Linked DNA regions of Pan troglodytes: all the other regions are linked to region 2. Evidence: chromatin contacts called from public Hi-C data. All regions are on one chromosome and are shown on one strand. The core of a region is the stretch at or near the end of the contact, and the rest is flanking DNA. Distances in the headings are between cores, read along the strand shown.

Evidence for each region. A called contact is a pair of places that touch in the nucleus more often than the background predicts.
Region 1: a contact with region 2 is called in a Hi-C map of induced pluripotent stem cells, with 2.3 times the contacts expected there. The contact joins the enhancer-like site here to the promoter of IRX5 in region 2. A contact is called at or near these places in 1 of 7 Hi-C or Micro-C datasets (induced pluripotent stem cells) and 1 of 1 datasets of contacts at active chromatin or transcription factors (stem cell-derived excitatory neurons).
Region 3: a contact with region 2 is called in a Hi-C map of induced pluripotent stem cells, with 6 times the contacts expected there. The contact joins the promoter of IRX3 here to the promoter of IRX5 in region 2. A contact is called at or near these places in 4 of 7 Hi-C or Micro-C datasets (blood, induced pluripotent stem cells and stem cell-derived neural progenitor cells), 1 of 1 datasets of contacts at active chromatin or transcription factors (stem cell-derived excitatory neurons) and 1 of 1 other capture datasets (stem cell-derived neural stem cells).

What each region holds. Positions count from the first base shown.
Region 1 is chr18:52,139,617-52,142,316 of NHGRI_mPanTro3-v2.0_pri, reverse strand. No RefSeq gene overlaps it. Among named protein-coding and RNA genes, the nearest start is that of IRX3, 93 kb to the left of the region's middle. Within about 2 kb of position 1,441, at least 9 of the 24 cell types and tissues checked have an H3K27ac peak or open chromatin away from gene starts, as enhancers often do. A contact at or near this core is called in induced pluripotent stem cells, where this site is marked.
Region 2 is chr18:52,881,288-52,884,262 of NHGRI_mPanTro3-v2.0_pri, reverse strand. It overlaps IRX5 (iroquois homeobox 5), which reads right to left and starts at 1,444. Exons shown (of 3, transcript XM_510970.7): 1 at 668-1,444. The coding sequence starts at 916.
Region 3 is chr18:52,233,095-52,235,794 of NHGRI_mPanTro3-v2.0_pri, reverse strand. It overlaps IRX3 (iroquois homeobox 3), which reads left to right and starts at 1,445. Exons shown (of 4, transcript XM_016929854.3): 1 at 1,445-2,437; 2 at 2,608-2,700. The coding sequence starts at 2,171.

The DNA.
Region 1 (2,700 bases), core at 192-2,691, 740 kb after region 2:
TCATAATGTAAAGATGACCTTTCTGATATTCATTATCAATTAAGGAAACAAATCCTCTTCTCTGAGTGCACTCCAAGCAGCGCGAGAGACCTTTCCAGCTGAAAAACACAGAAGGACCGCTCCCTCTGGCTGCCCTGTCGCCTGTCCCACATCTCTGGGTGAGCTGTAAGGGTGGATGGGGAGCCTGGTGTAGACAGGGCAGATCAGTGCGGGTTAGGGATTGCACGTGCTGCAAATGTTTCTGCCCGCACGACCATCATGGAGAGTCTTTTCTTTTTTTTCTTTTTTTTTTTTTTTTTGAGACGGAGTCTCGCTCTGTCGCCCAGTCTGGAGTGCAGTGGCGCTATTTCGGCTCACTGCAAGCTCCGCCTCCCAGGTTCACGCCATTCTCCTGCCTCAGCCTCCCCAGCAGCTGGGACTACAGGTGTACGCAGCCACGTCCAGCTAATTTTTATATTTTTAGTAGAGACGGGGTTTCACCGTGTTAGCCAGGATGGTCTCGATCTCCTGACCTTGTGATCTGCCCGCCTTGGCCTCCCAAAGTGCTGGGATTACAGGCTTGAGCCACCGCACCCGGCCGATGGAGAGTCTTTTCTTCTTCCCTTGCCAGACGGAGAGGCCTGGCTTCTCAGGCAGGGTGTCTCCAGCTGAGCTCTGGCCACTGAGACCCCAGCAGGCCTCCCTGTGGCCTGCCCCAGGGATCGCTCTTTCCTACCCATTGCCATTGCGCTGAGGCGTTTTTACACTGTGTAGTATGGTTTCCAGAAGGTCATCTTGCATGGGGCTGCATTTCCTATGCCTACGCCCACGCTGCCCAAAGCTGCCCCTTCCTCCCTTTTGTTTCCGGTCCCTCTTCTTCTCCCTCCTCCTTCTCCCATTCTTCCTTCTCCTCCTTGTCATTCCGTCTGAAAACACACTCGCACTCGCAGCTCTCCCAGGACACCATTCCCATCGGAGCCACACAAAGACAGCGGAAGGAGGCCAGCGCCTGTGCAGAGGCTTTGACTCGCAAAGCTCCTCCCAGGCCCCAGGAAGGCCTTTCTCTCCCAGTTCCGCGGCCAGGGGCTGGGCTCACCTCCAGGTCTGCTGGAGACAGCAGGTCCCGTGGGGAGCACAGACGGAGCTGGGAGAGGCGGGGCACCCTGCCTGGGATCAGACTCGGGGCTTAGAGCACGTGGTCTCGGGGAACCCGTCCAGACGGTGTCCCTTGGCCTTTCCCACGGCAGCGCCCCCAGTGTCTTATCCCAGATTCCCCGGGGGCCTGGACACACAACCGGCCCGGGAAGAAAACCCCAGACAGCACCCGGCCCACGTCGCTGTCACAGCCTCGGCTTAATTGCTGGGTAGGGAGGGGCAGCAACTCTCCGCCATGGCCCGTGTGGCCCGGGGCTGCCCACACCCGTCTGGGCTGTCGGGGGCACATGCTGTGTGCCTTAGAGTCACATTCGCGCATACTGCATGGGGCTGGCGCCTGCCCAAGTCCTCTTCCTATTCCTCCAGCAGTGCCCAGCAGCACCCAGAAGACTGGGAAGGCCAGATCGCTGGGCCAAAGGCACATTCTGAAAGGGGCGTGAGCACAGGCAGAGTAGGAGGGAGGGAGTGGGGAGAGAGAACACTCAGCCGCAAATTGTTACACATTTGGCCTCAGAGTCTCATGTTACTCCCTCCTGACAATGAATGGCTTCTCAAAACTCAACCCAACAGAGAAAAAAGGGGACAAGGACGTCTCATGACCCTGGGCCGGAACTCCTTCCTGTGTTCTCGGCTCAGAACACCCCCGTTGTGTCCTTGCCTCCGATTCCTTTCCAGGTGCCATGGGCGCCCGGTCCACGTCTTCCGTGGCCGCTTCTCTAGGGCCCAGGCCGCTTCCAGGAAGAAGTGCGCTCTGGTGACACCATCAGGCCGCTCGGGGCACTGCAGAGGGAAAGGCCGGAAGCAGAGGACCAAGAGGAGGGCTGAAGGCTGGCATCCACCGCACACCCCCTAGAGCCAGGATTGGCAATGGCGTGCGGCTGGCAGTCTTGCCCAAGCCGCATGGGCCCCTCCACCTGGCTCCACCCTCTCCCAACAGCCTTTGTTTACTTAAAACGAGACCCACTGGCAATGAGGAAGGAACTCCAGGAAGCCTCTCTGCCATCCCCCTGCCTCAGGGCACGATTGTCCTCCTCTGGAGGAGGTGTCTATCTTCCTGCTGCCCTCCCCTTACGACTCCTGCGTCTCCTGCCCTAAGGGGTATCTCCTCAAATTCAGAAAGTGAAGAACTAGGGCACCCTATGTAGATGTCTATTGACAGGATTTTACACTATGGATACACTACACAAAACTTTTCAGTGGACGTTCTTAGCAGCATTCTTCATAACAGCAAAACAATTGGAAACCAGGGTCCATCACCAGGGTCTGGTTGAGTCCACGGTCATATACCACCCAAGATTAAACAACACAGCAGGGTCTGGAGTCATAAAGAAAATGAGGCTCAGCCCCTACCCCCAAGGAGCTCATGGGCCAGCCAGTGACAGGGGCCAGCCAGGCAGGCAGACTAACGGATCCTGGCAGGAATGCACCTGCAGTTCTGGAAAAGAAAGGAATTTCTTTGCTATCCGATCTCTATCCAGCATTATATGTTATCCTTTCTCCATGGATGCCTTCCTCTGGCCCTTGAAGGTTTCCTTCAGCCAGAGAGCACAGCCACATCTGTGTGAG
Region 2 (2,975 bases), core at 195-2,694:
CGTTGGGCGCAAGGGGGGAAAACAAGGGAAGTCAAGGCTCTTTTTTTCTTTTTTCAACACGCTAAGAAATGCAAACAAAAAGCTGAGCCATGCCCACGCACTCCCACCCTCCAAAAATACTACCCCAGACCGAAGTTACAACCCGGCCGAAAAATCCCGGATGCACCGCAGCTCGACCGACTTTTCAGAAATTTAATACTCCCAAATCGGATTGCGAAGATAGGATTACGGATTTGCAACATTTTGGAGGACTAATTAAAGGCTAGGCCAAACACATTTACATAGACTTAGCACGCTTCTGCTCAAATTTCGAGTCTATTTCTTTTGAACTACTTTTCCAAAATGGCAAAACCAAAAATATAAAATTTGCAGGGCAGCCCGGAGCTTACGTTTACACCAAATGCTGCTCTTTAATTGCAGCTATCTCTCCCCACAGAACCCCTTCCCGCCAGCTCAGCGATCCGAGCAAGACGCGGCTCTCTTTTCCGAGCAACTCTTGAGTCCAAGGCCTGGGCGAAGCTGGCGGAGACAATCGCCCAAGTTTGAAGGGGCCGCGAAGCTTGGCGGGGGAGGTCGGTGTTGGCGCCTAGGCCCGTGTCCCCCTCCGCCCCCGTCCTCCCGCCCGGCCCCTGCTGCCCCTCGCCCGCCGCGGATCCCGCTCACTTACCACGTACGAGGAGAAGGCGGCGGCGGCGGCGGCCGCGGGGTCGGCGCCGTACTGGAGGTGCGAGTTGTAGCCCGGCGAGGGCGCCGTGAAGGCAGTCGAGCCAGCGTAGGGCGAGAACGCGGAGCCCGAAGAAGAGCGGCCGAGCTCATCCGTGCGGGGCCCCGAAATGACGCTGGTGCTGTACGCCGGGCACGAGTAGAGCGCCAGCGAGGCGGACGGCTGGTACAAGTAGCCCTGCGGATAGGACATGGCCACACACGGGCATGGGGCGCGCCGCGCCGCGGCCGCCAACGAGCCGGGCGGCGCCCTGCGAGGGCGAGCGGGCGGGCACCTGGCCTCTGGCTGCCCTGGGCAGCCGCTCCTCTGGCCCCGGATCCGGGGCTCCGGCCCGCGGCGCCTCCTCGCTGGCTTCCCGCGCGCCTCCGGCTGCGACCGCCGCGCCCGCTCCTCTGCGCGCCTCGCTCGCCCCAGCTGGGCTTTTTTTCCCCTCCCCTCCCCTCCCTTGCTGCTTTCTCTTTTTTCCCCTCGCTCTTTGCACTGGGGGGCTCTGCTTTTGCCTTTGCAAAGGTCCTGCCAAGATGCTAAGTTGGAAATTGAGGATTCTGACGCCTTGTGCGCGCCCGAAGCTCCTCCTTCCCGGGGTGTAGTCGGTGGGAGGACTGGCAGGAGCTTCTGGGCGGCCGCAGCCAACCCGGCCGCCAGGCGCGCCTCGCCCTCTCCCTCTTCCTCCTCGGCTCCCTCTCCCGCTCGCTGGCGCTCCTCTCGCCCCTCCCTAGCGCCCGCCTCCCCTCCGCGGCCCCCCCTCTCACCCCTCCTCTTTGCCTCCCCTTTTCCCCTCCCCGGTCTCTCCCTCTCTCTCGCTTTCTCTCAGACTCTCGAGCGCCGGCCCCAGGATGACAATCACATCCCAGGAGCGCCGATCTCTTCCAACTTTCCTCTTCTGCTAACTCGGGGCGGAGTGGCAGTCCCGCCGCCCCGAAGCACAAAGGGAACAAGGCCGCGGGCTGTGCGCCGGCGAACGCTCTGCGCTCTCCTAGCCACAGTAGGTCGCGGACTTAGCGGATTTCTTGTTCTCCGGCAGACTGGGCTCCGAGGCCATTCGTTGCCCACCCCCCTCTGGCGTCTTCCCCAAGCCAGGGGGCCCGGAGAGCCAGCTGGAGATCCGGAATGAAAGTCTCTGGGAGAGCCGATGGATGGCCCGCGCCCAGGGCGCAGGAAGTCCGGGATGACTGCCCCTCTGCGCCGGCAGCAGCAGGTGGGCGAGAGACAGGCCTCATGAGGTCTGCACGTCTCCGCCTCGCCTTCCTTCTACCGACCCCCCGCCGGACGGCGAGGGAGAAGACACTGGTGCCTGGAACTACCGGGGTAGCCTTTTTCTAGAGTAGGGGTGGTGGGCAAGAACTGCCAGACAGAGAATCAGCTACACCCGAGGAGGTCTCGGGACCGTCCCCAGCTCCACTCCCACGCCTCGCAGCCTCTTTCTCCCGGTTTTCCCACCGCACGCAGCTCGCACCGCCGAGTCGGTGGTGGTGGAGGGTGCGGGTCCCCTTCCCTTTTGTTTAACTACGTCGCCTTCCCCTTCGCACGCACTCTCGCATCCGCCCACGCTCCACTGCAAACACTGGGCAGAGCAGTGCCCAACCCAACCACTGTTTGTTCAGCGAGGCGCTGGCGAGGCAAACACACACAACTGAGTCAGAGGCAGAGCCCTTGCCCACGACGGCCACACAGTTAGAATACAAAACAGACCCTCTCCTCTTCTCTCCACCTCCCGCCACCACAAGCCACGGACGCACTCGAACTCTGGGACAGACAGGGGCGCTGGTGAACCAGGACAGAAGATGGCACAGGTTTGGGCACGCCGCGGAAGCTCGGGATATCGGGAACTTCGCATAATGGGGCCACACGCAAGCCGAAGCATAACTATATACAAAGTTTCTCGCATTGACTTTGACGGGCGAGATGTACTTTATTTCGCGAGCTCACACTAACCCACCGCCGCACCGGCAACCGCTCGGTGCTGCGCTCTCGTGCACGCGCGTTGGCTCCTCCCCTCCGTCTCCTCCCCTCCCCCAGACACCGCCCACCAAGAGGCCTGAGCGGTTCAGACTACATTCTCCGAGAGCCCCTGGGTCCGCCCAGCCCAGTGCCTGACACCTCCTTCACCTATGATTGGGCGCTGGCCTCCCTGGGCTCCGCCCCCTGGTGACGTAACCCCGCTTTCCTCCGAGTCTCGGCGCCAAAGGGGCGGGGCGGGGCGGGGTCTCGATCGCGCTATTGTCATGGAGACGGGAAGCTGGCTGCAGCG
Region 3 (2,700 bases), core at 196-2,695, 650 kb after region 2:
CCGCCCCCATCCCGCCCGCGCAAGGTTTTTGGCGTTCACACCTACTAGGGCCGTGGGCTTGTGCCAAGACCCACGGAAAGAGGTGGGAGGTGGGAAGTGGGAGGTGGGCGGTGGGGGTGGGATCAAAACTGGGTGTCTGCCGTGGAGGTGGAAGAATTTTTCATTCCAGAGCTGGGCTCCCCAGAGCTGTGATCAGAGACAGCCGGGGCCAAGACCCTCTGATCTCCTCTGATCCCGCCACTCTGGTGGAATTCGAATTCGATTCCTGGATCCATCCATGCAAGGTGACGGTTTCCGCCTCCGAGCTGGGGCTGGCCACTCCACCGCAGAGTCACCACCCCCGTTTTGTCTCCGGGGCGTGCTCACTGCAGGCCTGGCCGGCTTGTGGGTCGCCGCCGCGGCCTAAAGCTCTGAGCCCCCAGCCGCGGCAATGCTGGGAATTTCAATGCCGCTATCGACTGCACGCCCTAATCCGTGAAGGTGGGCGCCCGATCCTGAGATTTCAAGTTTGATTTAGGAAATATCCCATCATTAAACCAAAACTCTTGCTTTCCATACCCACCGGAGGCGGTGGGAGGATCCTTGCAGAGAGAAAAGAGGTTAGCGCCGGGACCAGGAGAAGGGGTAGGGGTCGCGCAAGGAAGGATCTCCACAGACGAAAACGCCAATACAGAAACTTCTCGAAGAGCTCTTCAAAAGTTCCTAGGGCCTCTGTCCCCCGGCGCCCTGCTCCTCCCCCATTCCCAGCCGCCTGGGGCGCGGGCCTGCTTCACCGATTTGTGGCGGCTCCCTACCCTTCCAGCGCCCCCGGGCTGCCACCCTTCAGCCCCCGGAGCCAGCCCGCCATTTTTAGTAAGGGATTCGCACACGGACCCGGGGGCGGCGTTAAGTGGCTAATCTCTGGGTTTGGTCCTGCTGGGTTGGGGGCTGCCTCGCCCCCGCAGGGCACCGAGGTGGCCTCTGAAGACTCTGTTAGGACGCACTCCCTCGCTCCCCACCCCCACGCCGGCTGCTAGCTCCCTCCCTAAGCTGCTGAAAGTGGCCGGGAGTCGAGAGGTGCGAGCTGTAAAAGGGGCCCGGGCACAGGGGAGCTCCCGGAGCCAGCCTCGGCCCAGGTCCCGCGCCTCAGCCTGGGGACAGGCTCGGAGGGGCGGGAGGCGGGAGGGGCGAGCTGACCCTGCACTCACCCAGTCCCCGCGCCTCTCGCTCCCCCGCCCGGCGCGAGCAGGAGGGGGCGGGCAGGGACTCGCGGCGCTCCGGCTCCCGCCCCTGCCCCGCCCCGCCCCGCGCGCGGGATCCGCGGGGGTGGGCGGCCTCGCCCGTAAGGCGCCCAGGCGATTGGCGACTCGGGGAAGAGACGCGGGGAAAAGTCGAATAAGAGGGCGCGACGTCAGACCCGAGATTTGGGGAAAGGCGAGGGAGGGGGTGGAAGGGCGGGGATGGACAGACAGACACGGACACACACCCCCCGCGCGGCACCCTAAGTGTCCACAACTTTTGGCTGCCTTACTTAGCCCAGGGCGCAGAGGCTGGAAAGGTTGGGGGGAGTATCGTGTGAGTAAAGAGAGAGATTTAAAAAATAGAAGTAGTGAGAAAGGAAGAAGTGAAGGGAACGGACCGGAGAGCAAAAGCCCTCCTGAGAAAGGGAAAGAGAAGGGGAGAGGAGAAAGGAGAGTTTCATAGCGTCCAGGGCAGTGCAGGAGCCCGAAGGAGCGGAAGCGATCCTGGGGGGAAGAGGAGTGCGGAGAGGGGAGGGGAGAGGAAGGGCGAGGAGGGGGAGTGAAAACTAGAGGAGGGCGAAGGAAGCGAGGCGCGACACTGCTGGGGAGAGGAGGGCAGTGAGGAGCGAGGAGCGGGCAGAGGCAGCTCCCGCGGCCGAGAGGAGGGAGCGCGGCGCAGAGAGGAGGGGCTTGCGCTCAGTAGAAATGTCAATCAGAGCCCGGAGCCCCGGGAATCTCCGCCAATCTGTTCGGACCTGACCTGGCTCCTCGCCGCCGCCGTCGCCGCCGCGGAGCAGATCAATAGGCGAACGCGGAGCACAGCGCAGCGCGGGCGGCAGCGCGGCCCCAAGCCCGGCCCAGCCCCCGATGCGCGCCGGAGCCCGCGGGCGGCGCTGAGCTGGGCGGCCCGGGGGTCGGGCCCCCTCTCCGTCGGTGCCCCGCGGGCCACCATGTCCTTCCCCCAGCTGGGATACCAATACATCCGCCCGCTTTACCCGTCCGAGCGCCCGGGGGCCGCTGGCGGCAGCGGCGGCAGCGCGGGGGCCCGGGGCGGCCCGGGTGCCGGAGCCTCGGAGCTGGCCGCCTCGGGGTCCCTGTCCAACGTGCTCTCGTCCGTGTACGGGGCGCCCTACGCCGCGGCCGCTGCGGCCGCCGCCGCCCAAGGCTACGGCGCCTTCCTGCCCTACGCCGCGGAGCTGCCCATCTTCCCGCAGCTGGTAAGAGCCCGCGGAGCCAGGGAAGGAGGGGTTGGCGCTGGGGCGCAGGGCGAGCTGAGCGCGCGGGGGCCGGACTAGAGGGGTGCAGGCCAGGAGGGGGGAGGCAGCGACGGCTGGGGCTCACCCGCGCTCCCTCCGCGCGTGTTCCTTCCTTCTCCATGTGCGTACAGGGCGCGCAGTATGAGCTGAAGGACAGCCCCGGGGTGCAGCATCCGGCCGCGGCTGCCGCGTTTCCGCACCCGCACCCCGCCTTCTACCCGTAT